Regions from separate parts of the Triticum aestivum genome. Here region 1 is linked to region 2. The links are chromatin contacts, called in public Hi-C maps. All regions are on one chromosome and are shown on one strand. The core of a region is the stretch at or near the end of the contact, and the rest is flanking DNA. Distances in the headings are between cores, read along the strand shown. Region 1 holds the start of LOC123115235 (protein ANTAGONIST OF LIKE HETEROCHROMATIN PROTEIN 1-like). Region 2 holds the start of LOC123115191 (serine/threonine-protein kinase tricornered).

Region 1 (6,131 bases), core at 2,651-5,150, 540 kb after region 2:
TAAGAGGAGTGGTTGGGCCATGGCTGACCGGAGATGGCCGTGGTGCGACCATGGCGAGAGAGAGCGGTGCAGGGAGGCAGCGAAAGAGGTGTTACAGGCACAGGAGGTGGAGAGCATCTGATACTATGTGAGCGGGGGAAAGGAGAATGTAAAGCACCATGGTGCAAGCCGATATATTAGCTCCGTATATATACAGTTTCAGAATACAACCATTGTGCAATCGTGCACAGGCGGGGATCGTGTGCCTAGTGCACAGAGAAGGAGGAGACTAGGTCGTGTCTAGAGTGGGCTGATCAACCAACAGATTCGTTGACACACACTACGGTGGATTAGAACATGTCATGAAGCACATGAAGAGGGGGTCTGTTCATGCCACTGGCCAGCATCCCTCAAGCTGACCTCGCCCAAGCCACTGTGTGTGGCATGTGATTCTTTGTCTTGCTAACGAGTTCGTATGACTCATTGTCAACGGGCCTCTCCTTTTTGGCCATACCACCATCCATATCTCTGTCAACTTGCAAGAACCTTTGTTGGGTCTTTGTTGGTTCATTGCGGATGTCTCTTGAGGTGAAATTTGCTCTTTTCATCTGTTGCAATATACAGGCATTTGTGCTAGTCAAACAAAAAGAAGAGCGTGTTGTCACAAAAATTTGACCGTAACATGATAATAATCCCCTAAAAAACATTATGGTAAGAGCAACTCCAATGGGGCGACCCAAACGGACGGCAATTTCGTCCGTTTGGGTCGGCCGCCCGCCCGGCGTCCGCCCTGTTTTAGATATGGATCGGCAGGGCGCCCAACGCGCCGACCCATATGTGCCGGCGTGGCTGCCTGGTCCCCCTATTTTTTTTGCATGATTGCATAGTTTAAAATAAAATCGTTTTGGAACGAATAAAATAGCATAGTTTATTACAAGCCAAATGAAAATAAAAAGGTCTCACATAGCTCTCACATAGTTTTGCAAACGAATAAAAGAAGATGCATCTATTGGTTGCCAACATGAGCCCACATATGCTCAACCAAATTATTTTGCAGTTACACGTGAGTTTCTCAATCACGCATGTCTTGATGAAATTGGTTGAACTGTTCAAACATTGCCGCTACTCCATGCTTAGGCACAACATTCTTACCCTGAAACTGAAACCCTTGATCATACAGACGTTTCAGGCGCTCGTCTTCTACGATCATATTATCCATGATCACATAAGCAGTCATCACCTCCCACAATTTCTGCATGCTCCAGATATTAGCAGGATACCGGACGATGCCCTATCGAGATTGCAAAACACCAAAGGCACGCTCGACATCCTTCCTAGCACTCTCTTGCTCTTGGGTAAATATTTTCCTCTTCTCTCCGACAGGGTTGGGTATTGTCTTAACAATAGTGGTCCACTGAGGATAGATACCGTCACCCAGATAGTATCCTTTATCGTAGGTGTGGCCGTTGACAGTAAAGTTCACCGGCGGGATGTTGCCTTCGGCAAGCCTAGCAAACACCGGTGAGCGCTGAAGCACGTTGATATCATTGTGTGATCCGGCCATGCCAAAGAAAGAGTGCCAGATCCAGAGATTTTGAGACGCCACGGCCTCAAGTATGACAGTGCAAGCCCTGACATGGCCCTTATACTGCCCTTGCCAAGCAGAAGGGCAGTTCTTCCACTCCTAATGCATGCAGTCTATACTACCAAGCATGCTAGGAAGCCCCGGCTAGCATTCATCGCCAACAAACGGGATGTATCTTTAGCAGTCGGCTCTCTCAAGTACTCAGGCCAAACACAGCAATAACAGCCTTGCAGAACTTATACAGGGACTCTAGGCAAGAAGACTCGCTCAAACGGACGTACTCGTCAATGAGATCACCGGGCACTCCGTATGCAAGCATTCGGATGGCGGCAGTGCATTTCTGATAAGAGGAAAAACCAATCTTGCCAACGGCATCCTCTTTGCACTCAAAATAGTCATCATAGCCGACCACCCCCTCTCTAATACGGTTGAAAAGATGCCTACTCATACGAAAACGGCGGCGGAATTTCTGATGTTTGAAGAACGGGTTTGTTGTATCAAAGTAGTCCTTCCAAAGAAGGAAATGCCCGCTCTCTCGGTTGCGATTCAACGCCAGAAGGTGGCCCGGAATGGAGCCACGGAACAATGGCCGCTGACTGTTGAGGTGGTGATGGACCAACACAGCAGTCAATATCTCCTCCTCGTCATCGGAGGACGAATCGTCGGAGTCGCAAAGGAAATTGTGAAAAAAGAACTCGTCGGCGGAGTCCATTTTGTACCTTGGCAAATTGTCGACCAACTTGTGGGCGTCGGCGAAGGAGACGGCCGGCGAAGGGAGTTGCGGCGCGCACGGACTAGCTAGCTGTCCTGCCGGCGTCCGACGAGCGTGCCAGCGTGTCGGCGTCCGATGAGCGTGCCGGTGAGGATTTGGCCGGGCGGCAAGGCGACTTCTTGGTCGGGGGCGGCTGTGTGGTGGGGGGGGCGCGGAGGGTGGGAAGCAGTCGGCTCCCGGCGGCAAGACGGCGATGGCGGGCGACGTGGGAGTGGGCGGCGTAGCTGGGCTGATGTGGAGGCCCCGGCAGCTGGCAGAGTCGCCGACAAAAATGGGCGGCGGCGGCGGCGACGGAGGAGGAGGGCGAGGGTTGCTGTTGGATGGGGGAGGGCAATGTGACACAGACCGGCGGGCCCGAGGGAGGAGAGGGTGAGCGTGCGCCGTCGCGTGTCTGCGCCGACGCAAATCCGGCTCAAAAATGGGCCGGGTGGGTCGCCCGCGGACGAAAAGCCGACGCGCGTCTGACTCAGCACGTTGGACCGCCTTTTCTGTCCGCGCCGACCCAAACGGTCGGCGGCGGACGAAATGGGTCGCCCCGTTGGAGTTGCTCTAATCAACTACTTTTCAGAACTACAGGGAGCCATATAGTACTAAAAATGCTGTTATATTAAGTATATTATGGGACGGAGGCACTAGTTTTGGCGATTATAGCTGGCCAAACGGGCCGGCCCAGCCCGGCACGGCACGGCCCATCCTAATCGTGCCTGGCACGGCCCGGCCCGCCTAGGCACGATTATTATACGGGCCGTGCCGTGCCAGCCCGCGTGCTGCAGCCTGCAGCCCAGGCACGGCCCGTATGCTAATCGGGCCGGCCCACCGGCACGTCAAGCCCACTAATCTACCTCCTATTTCGCGCATTTAGCGTTTTGTAGCCTATTTTTATCTGTTGGCCCATATTAGGATACATAAAAAAATAAAAAAGTTAATCGGGCCGTGCCGTGCCGGCCCGCGTGCTCGCCCTTCAGGCCTAGGCACGGCCCATGGCATGCCACGTGCCGGGCCCGGCCCGTTTAGCACGTGCCGTGCCGTGCCGGCCGTGCTACCGGGCCGGCCCAACTATCCCGGCCCGTTTGGCCAGCTATAGTGGCGATCCGGTTGACGCGTAGGCACCCATAGACAAAGACTAGCCGGCCATACAAGGCAGGGGTCGTGACAAAAGAAACCCGCGGAAAGAGAAAGAGCCGTCACGGATCGGTCAGTCCACCACTCCACACGGCAGTACGGCCAGGCAGCCCCCAAATCAGTCCACCACACGACAGACGATATTTTCCTTTTCCATTTTCCCCTCAATATAATAGAACCCCGTTGCGGTGGGACCCGGCAGCGAATCGCAGCCCACCACTCTAGCAACTCTACTCGGCTCGGCCACTCGCTTTCCTCCCCTCACCCGTCCGTTCTCCCCACCCGCGTACGCCGCGGTACAACGCCACACACGCGGGCGAGCGGCGGCCTTCCGCGCGCCTTCTCCGCCTCATAATTTTAGTCTCCCGTCACGAATACCGCGTCCGTCCCCAGCTCCCCCCGCGGCCCCATACCTATATATGACTTCGCCCGCGCTCCATCACACCTCAACCATCTCCTCCTCCTCGTCGTCGATCCTCCTCCTCATCCCGCGTCTCACTGAAGCACCCGACTGCCAGTACTGTACTTCCGACTGCCGCCGCCGATCGAGCTAGCTCCGCCAGCCAAGACTCGACGAGACTGATCGGATCATGAGCACCTACCTCACGCCCTTCACCCCTCTTCCATCGCTCTTCGACGGCCCAGCAGCTGCCGACGACCACTCCTCCCTCCTCGCCTTCCTCATGAACGACGACCTCGCCGCCGCGCCCGACGCCTTCCCTTACTACGGCGCCGCCGAGGCCGCGCCAGCCTTCTTCGGACACGCCGCCGCGCCGTTGCCACCGCCACCAGCGGAAATGACTGGTCAAGGAAGGAAACGCGGCTTCGTCCCCGCGGGAGACGACGGCTCGTCGCGGCCGCAGGCGGTCAGGAGGAAGGTGCAGGGCTCGCCGCCCACCTCGCCTGCCCACAGCGGCGGCGACGCAGCACCAGCGGCAAGGAGCGGGGGCCGGCGGGTGTGGGTGCGGGAGCGGAGCACGGAGTGGTGGGACCGCCTCAGCTGCCCGGCGTGCCCGGACGCCGAGTTCCGCCAGGCCTTCCGCATGTCGCGCGCCACCTTCGACGCGCTCTGCGACGAGCTCAGCGCCGCCGTCGCCAAGGAGGACACCGCGCTGCGCGCTGCCATACCCGTGCACCAGCGCGTCGCGGTCTGCCTCTGGCGCCTCGCCACCGGGGAGCCCCTCCGCGAGGTCTCCCGCCGCTTCGGCCTCGGCATCTCCACCTGCCACAACATCGTCCTCCAGGTCTGCGCCGCCCTCACCGCCGTCCTCCTGCCCAAGGCCGTCCGCTGGCCGCTGGAATCCCCCGCCTCCAGGTTCCAGGCCATGTCCGGGATTCCCGGCGTCGTCGGCTCCGTGTACACCGACCACATCCCCATCGGCCCACCCAAGGACAACGTCGCCGAGTACTACAACCGCCGCCTCACGGAGCGGAACAACAAGGCCTCCTATTCCGTCGCCGTGCAGGCCGTCGTGGACGCTGACGGCGCCTTCACGGACGTATGCATCGGCCTCCCTGGCTCGCTGTCCGACGCCGCCGTGCTCGAGAGGTCCGCGCTGCACGCCCGCTGCGAGACCGGCATGCTCGGAGACGACCAGTGCCGGCTGGTGGGCGGCGCGAGCTACCCGCTCACGGACTGGATGCTCGTGCCGTACGCGCACCAGAACCTGACATGGGCGCAGCACGCCTTCAACGAGCGCATCGCCGCCGCGCACGCAGCAGCACAGGGCGCCTTCCAGAGGCTCAAGGGGCGGTGGCGCTGCCTGCAGCGCCGCACCGAGCCCAAGCTGCCGGACCTCCACAACATGATCGGTGCCTGCTGCGTGCTGCACAACTTCTGCGAACGCAGCGGCGAGGAGCTCGACGCCGACATCCAGTCCGAACTCTCCCAGCAGGACGATGCCGGCGTGGTCGCCGCTGCCAATCCAGTGCTGTCCGCAGAGGCCGACAAGGAGCGGGACAGGATTGCTCACGACCTCCTCCATGGCGGCCACCCCAGCGTTACATTCCTCTAGGGGCCTGTTCGCCGTGTCAAAACGCGGGCTTCTGTAATGTGATGAACTACTGATCTTCCATGAAAGCATAGGAAGAATCCCAGTTCAGAACATACAGCTTTCGAATGGGATTAGGACTATTTTTTTCATGCTTGTTCCAAGAGATATTTAGAAGGCACTGACAATGATATCAGAAAACGTAGCGCATTCAAATCTGGTGTAAGTATCATAATGTGGAAGGAATTCACAATATCCATTTGTCCATACCCATGTCATTCAGTAATACTCAATCACTACTAAAGACCAAATTGGCTAACATTTTAAGTGCCAGTCTATCATCATGTGATAGATACATCTCAATTTCTTGACTGGTATGTACAAGGCACAAGCAGAATTGCCCCAGACAGATCTTGTTTGCTAGACAGCAAGACCTGCAACAAGGTCTTGGATACAGTAATCTTACAAGCACCATTCTGTGAGGTATGTTCTAGTTGGAAATCTGACTCTCACTTGCTATACTTGTGTAAATTCCAACGCATTTCCATCCGGGTCTCGCGCAAAGATCGCTGGTCGCCCAGATTTGCTGAGCGTGTAGCTGATTCCTGCATCACGGTCAAGGCGTAGAAGGTCATTGTGTTGTCGGACAATGGACGATAGAGAAATTTTGTGAGGCTAACTA
Region 2 (6,278 bases), core at 921-3,420:
GTGGGGCGACGCGTGTGCAGGCACACCCGACACAGCGGCATAGCTTGCAAGAGGAGCTCATGCTCACACCGCCGCACTGGCCCCTTGCACCGGCCCCTTGCACCTTCTCTCTCGTGCGGCGCTCTTGCTGCTTGATACTCTCCGAATTTGGCCGACGTGGGTGCTTGCGACGGTAGCACCTCGAAGATGTTGGACAAGGTCAAGTTCGTTGGGCCAGAGAGATTCATTGCGGCGGCAAAGGCCAGTGGTGGTGGTATTGCTGTTATAGCGGCGACCGAGGTGGATTTGGTAGCGGCCTCAGGGTCAGGCATGGAAAGAGAGAGAGGGGTGTGGGACGGGGAAGGGACTGATTAGGGTTTTTGGCGTGGGTCCGGGACGTCGGATCTGACGTGGTAGATGTCCGAACTCCCCTACTCCGCCCCTCGAGTTGGGGCCAGGCTAGGATATTCCAGATAGTCTGGCTCAAAATGGGTGCCTGCGTTGGACGGCTAAAAGTGTCTGTACCAGACAGGCCGAACATTTGCAGCCAGAATGGGTGCCCGACTTGAAGATGCCCTAAAACCCAACTTACAGCATGTCTGCACACACCTGAATAGGCAAACCACCCCCAAAAAGTACAAAAGACAGCACTAGTGAACATGGAGCAAGAAACTCAGGTCTGCACGCTGCAAACACCAATATGTCAAGACAAATTCTCCACATAAGCAATCAGACAACACAAGCCCCTGTTTTCTTCTAGCTACAATCCAAGAACCGCATTGACAAAGGATGCTCAGCTCAATGGAGCAATGAGCAACAATTCAATCCAATTAACAGATACTCCCTCCGTCCCATAATGTAAGATGTTTTTTGACACTACACTAGAGTTGAAAAACGTCTTACATTATGGGACGGAGGGAGTAACTATCAACCATCCAAAATCCCTCAGCGAATCAGCTCACCCCAACCTACACCGTAATTGCACGTCCCAAAGTTCAAAGATAGGCCGGTTCTTCTCGTGGTTGGCCATGCAGAACCGTTGCTGGACTTCAGACCGTCTGGCGCACCGAGGACTCCCACACCAAACTACGTGCCATCTTGCAACCAACAGGTCGAAACAATCAACCACATCCTCCTCACATGTGTCTTTGCGAGAACCTGTGGCTATGGATTTGGAGCGCTCTCGACGAGCCAAACCAAACTCCAGTGGTGGACGAGGAGTTGGTGGAGTGGTGCACCACGCGGGTTGCGGCTCAATGCTCACCATGAGACCTAAAGGCGATTATCACGCTTTGCTTATGGGAACTTTGGAAACACTGTAAAACCATAGTATTCGACGGCACAACCCCATCCCATCAACTAGCCTTGCCGAACATTAATCATGAAGGACGGACATGGAAATCAGCGGGTCTACTAAAGGGTGACTTTGAGTTTTTCTTCGGTGGTCTGAGTAGGCAGGCTAGCCGCGAGTAATCCCATACTAATGTAACTATCTTGTGGTGGCTAGTGAGAGCCTAGTAAATCGGTTGTAAACCTTGTGGAGGGTTTCTTCACCCCTTTCTTCTATAGACACTTATTCTGGGACGGAGGGAGTATATGACTCGTGCATATTCTAGAGAAAAAAAAGTTCAAAGATGGAGTAGCCCACAGTATAATCTACAGCCACAGTCTAGAACAAATTACCCTAAAAGTCGCCGAATTACCAGCTAGACATGCAGCGGAAACTACAGAGGACAAAAGTATAAACCCCCGAATCGCTGAGATATCCCCAATCCCTCGATCATCCCGACCCCCCGAGATCCAGGTACACCCGCACGCGGCCGAATAGACAAAATCAGGAGTTTCGGGACAGGATGGGAGGCCGGCTGTACCTCTCGTTGCGCTCCCGGAGATTCTTCATGCGCTCGCGGTAGTCGTTCTCGATGATCTTCTTCGCAGCCGCGACGCGCTCCATGGTGCGGCTGGACCCCACCGCCTCCTCCACCAGCGGCTGGCTCCGGCCACCGCGCGCCGCCGTCTCGCTCTCCATGCTAACGCGCACGCCCGCCCGCGGCCCCGCGACCCGGCTCTGCTTCTCGCTGTCGCGAACTCGAAATTCTTTTAAAATTGTTTTCTCTCTTGGTAGTGCTAGTAATGGTTTCTCTTATTGGCTTCGCCGACGCGGCTGCTTCTTGTTTGGTTAGTTTGAGGTTAGAGATGAATAACCTGGTCTTTTTTAGTGGAGGACTACAGGCTGGAGCTGGAGACAGCTTTTTTTTGTATATAATAATAATAATAATAAAACAGGCTGGAGACAGCTAGTGAGTAAATGGAGCACACCGAGCTTTATGGCAAATTTTACACGATTGATTCGGAAGAAAAGGCAATTTTGCAGATAATATTCTATCTTTTCTTTTTCTGAAACACGATAGCCCGTTGTATTAAACAAGAGGGTAAGGAAAGTGCTCACTGCATTAGATATTTCTCAAAGGACCTGTCAATGGCACGTCTAGGGGTGTCCTAATTATTGCATATCTAAGTGATCGTTCCCCACACAACCGCCGTTGTTGGCGAAGCAACCGAAGAAAGGGTGCACCGCACGTACGCCTCCCCCCACCCATCCGACCACCATCTCCCAATTAGCATGCAATCGACAAGAGCCCTCGCCCACGGTGCACTGATCCGCCGCGTTCCGTGCCCCAGGCTTGTACTGGCTCAAGGGGATCCGCCGCGTTCCCTGCCCCGACAGCAGATTAAGCTTCGTAGGCTTGGGCAATGTCGAGGGACACCGGCCTCCGTCCCATCGACCGTGGGGAGGATTGGGGCGAACTAGGAGCAGCAGAGAACTCATGGATTCCGGCTGGATAAGACTCGAACCCCTTGAAATGTGTGATCTAACTCGATAATGTGCCTAGTATTAATTTGACCAATGGACTCGTGAATTGTTGTCTACTTGACTAAATTATTGCCTGCCTAATTGTAGGATTGATCGAGCGTTTGCCTTTCGGCTCGCAGTTATAATGGAAACTAGCATCGTGCGGGGTACAAAAGCGCATCATTTGTCTGGATTTTGCTATCCAAAAGTGGTAGAAACAATTGTTTGGTTTAAAGATTTATGCAACTCCCTCTCTTCTGATTATCCCTGGAGCCAAGCCGATGTTGTTGAACTGAAATATTTCGATAGTAGTGAGCAAAAATTTGTGCCACTAACTTGCGACGAGCATGTAGAAAATCTTTTTGCTTTAATGCTCTCAACCGTTTCGGTAAAATTCAAATCGACGTGCTTCAGCCTCCAAAAGAATGGGAAAAGGAAAGGGTGTGTCACCTGATAACTCTACCAATAGTGAGTGGTCCTGCACTCTGATAGTCTGATACGTCTTCGTCGTATCTACTTTTCCTAACACTTTTGCTCTTGTTTTGGACTCTAGTTTGCATGATTTGAATGAAACTAACCCGAACTGACGCTGTTTTCAGCAGAACTACCATGGTGTTGTTTTTTGTGCAGAAATAAAAAAAATCGGAATGGAACGAAACTTTTTGAAGAATTATTTTATAATAAAAGAAAAATACTGGAGCCAAGAACCACCGGAGGGGGCCCCTGGCTGGGCACAAGACACCAGGGCGCCCCTCCCCACCTCTGGCGCGCCCTGGTGGGTTGTGCCCGCCTGGTGGCCCCGCAGACCCTAATTTCGATGCTATAAAATCATATTTTTGAAGAGAAAATCGAGGAGGAAGTTTTATCGCGTTTCACGATACGGAGCCGCCACCACCTCCTGTTCTTCATCGGGAGGCCAGATCTAGAGTCCGTTTGAGGCTCCGGAGAGGGGATCTTCGATCTTCGTCATCACCAACCCTCCTTCATCATCAATTTCATGATGCTCCCCACTGGGAGTGAGTAATTCCTTTGTAGGCTTGCTGGTCAGTGAAGAGTTGGATGAGATTCATCATGTAATCGAGTTAGTTTTGTTAGGGCTTGATCCCTAGTATCCACTATGTTCTGAGATTGATATTGTTATGACTTTGACATGCTTAATGCTTGTCACTTTGGGTCCGGGTGCCGTGATTTCAGATTTGAACCGTTTATGTTTTCACCATTATATTTATGTTCTAAATCCGAACTTGCAAGTCATATTCACCTATTACGTGTTATGATCCGTAAACCCCAGTGTGACAGTAATTGGGATACTTTCTGGTGATGACCGTAGTTTGAGGAGTTCATGTATTCACTATGTGTTAATGCTTTGTTCCGGTTCTCTATTAAAAGGAGGCCTCAATTTCCCTTAGTTTCCATTGGACCCCGCTGCCACGGGAGGGTAGGACAAAAGATGTCATACAAGTTCTTTCCATAAGCACGTATGACTATTTACGGAATACATGCCTACATTATATTTATGAACTGGAGCTAGTTTTGTATCGTCCTAGGTTATGACTGTTATATGATGAATATCATCCAACGAATCTACCGATCCAATGCCTACGAATTTTCCACATATTGTTCTTGCTAATTTACTACTATTACTGTTATTGTTACACTTGCTACAAAACTATTGCTATCACTCTCACCGTTACTATTGTTGTTACCACTGCTATCAAAACTATCATATTACTATGCTACTGATCACTTTGCTGCAGATATTTAATCTCCAGGTGTGGTTGAATTGAAAACTCAGCTGCTAATACTTACAAATATTCTTTGGCTCCCATTGTGTCGAATCTATAAATTTGGGTTGAATACTCTACCCTCGAAAACTATTGCGATCCCCTATACTTGTGGGTTATCAAGACCTTTTTCTGGCACCGTTGCCGGGGAACATAGCTATATTTGTTGAGTCGCTTGGAATTATTATCTATTTATCACTATGAAGAATCTGAAGGATACCAAGACTAAGATTTTTCCCTCTAAGATGAGGGGAGGTAAGGAATTGCCATCTAGCTCTGCACTTGATTCACCTTCTATTTTGAGTAAACTTGCAATGCCACCACATGTTACTAATCCTGATATGTCGCAAGTTATTGATGATGCTACTTCTGCTATGGATAATGCTTATGATGATGCTAGTACCTTGCTTGATGATAATGTGCCACTAGGTGAATTTCTTGATGAACAACTTGCTAGAGCTAAAGATATTGAGAATGCTGAAACTGATGATGTACTTGGAACTGAAAATCTTGAAACAACTATTAGACCTAACTCTCCTAGATATGAAATGCCTAAGATACCTGAAGGATGCGTTATGGATGAAGAGATAGCTAGGGACTTTCTTACTTGCAATGATAGAGATGATCTTAAGAAATTATTATGCAGACTGAAAGAAAAATCTTTGAATGCTAGAATGAAATGTGATCCTAAGTTTGCTACTTCACCTATCTTTGTTACTGATGAGGATTATGAATTCTTTGTTGACCCAGAGTTAATTATTTTGGTTGAATCTGATCCTTTCCATGGCTATGAGACTGAAACTGTTGTGGCACACCTTACTAAATTGAATGATATAGCCACCCTTTTTGCTAATGATGAGAAAATTCGCTACTATTATATCCTCAAATTATTTCTGCTCTCATTAAAGGGTGATGCTAAGATATGGTAAAATACTCTTGCTCCTAGTTGTGTGCGTAGTCCCCAGGATATGATTTACTACTTCTCTGGGGGGGAAATCCTACTCATAAGAAACAAGCTGCCTTACGGGAAATATTTAACTTGTGCAAATTGAAGAAGAGAGTCTCCCACAAGCTTGGGGGAGGCTTCTCAAATTGCTTAATGCTTTGCCTGATCATCCACTTAAGAAAAATGAAATACTTGATATCTTTTATAATGGACTAACCGATGCTTCTAGGGACTCCTAGATAGTTGTGCTGGTTGTGTTTTCAGGGAACGAACTGTTGAACAAGTCGAGGAATTATTGAATAACATATTGAAAAAAATGATGATTGGACTCTTCCTGAACCATCGCCTAAACCTACTCCGAAAATAGGGGTGTCTTATTTCTCAGTCTTGAAGATATGCAAGAGCAAAGAAATGTATGAAGGGAAAACGTGTTAAAGCAGAGGATGTTAAGAATTTACCACCTATTGAAGAAATACATGGACTTGATACACCACCCCCACGGGTGGTAGAGGTAAACTCTTCATGGAATTTTATGAAAATGGCATCCCTTATAATATGCATCCTAGTCAATGCCTTTATGAGTTCGATAACTACATTAGAAAATAAGATATCTTCAATGCCAATATTATGAAATAGTTGAAATACAACTCTTGTATGATCGCTCGCTTGCGTAACTTGTTATTTAGAATGACTAATGATGTTAGAGGTGTAGGAA

Evidence for each region. Hi-C and Micro-C count contacts between places; a contact is called where the count stands out from the background.
Region 1: a Hi-C map of leaf shows a contact between it and region 2, with 2.8 times the contacts expected there. The contact joins the promoter of LOC123115235 here to the promoter of LOC123115191 in region 2. A contact is called at or near these places in 2 of 5 Hi-C or Micro-C datasets (both in leaf).

The regions. Positions count from the first base shown.
Region 1 is chr1B:194,692,843-194,698,973 of IWGSC CS RefSeq v2.1, forward strand. It overlaps LOC123115235 (protein ANTAGONIST OF LIKE HETEROCHROMATIN PROTEIN 1-like), which reads left to right and starts at 3,901. Exons shown (of 1, transcript XM_044536454.1): 1 at 3,901-5,716. The coding sequence starts at 4,049. The coding sequence ends at 5,473. It overlaps LOC123115246, which reads right to left. Exons shown (of 4, transcript XM_044536458.1): 4 at 5,653-6,054. The coding sequence ends at 5,966.
Region 2 is chr1B:194,150,168-194,156,445 of IWGSC CS RefSeq v2.1, forward strand. LOC123115191 (serine/threonine-protein kinase tricornered) reads right to left here and starts at 2,171. Exons shown (of 13, transcript XM_044536423.1): 1 at 1,851-2,171. The coding sequence starts at 2,008.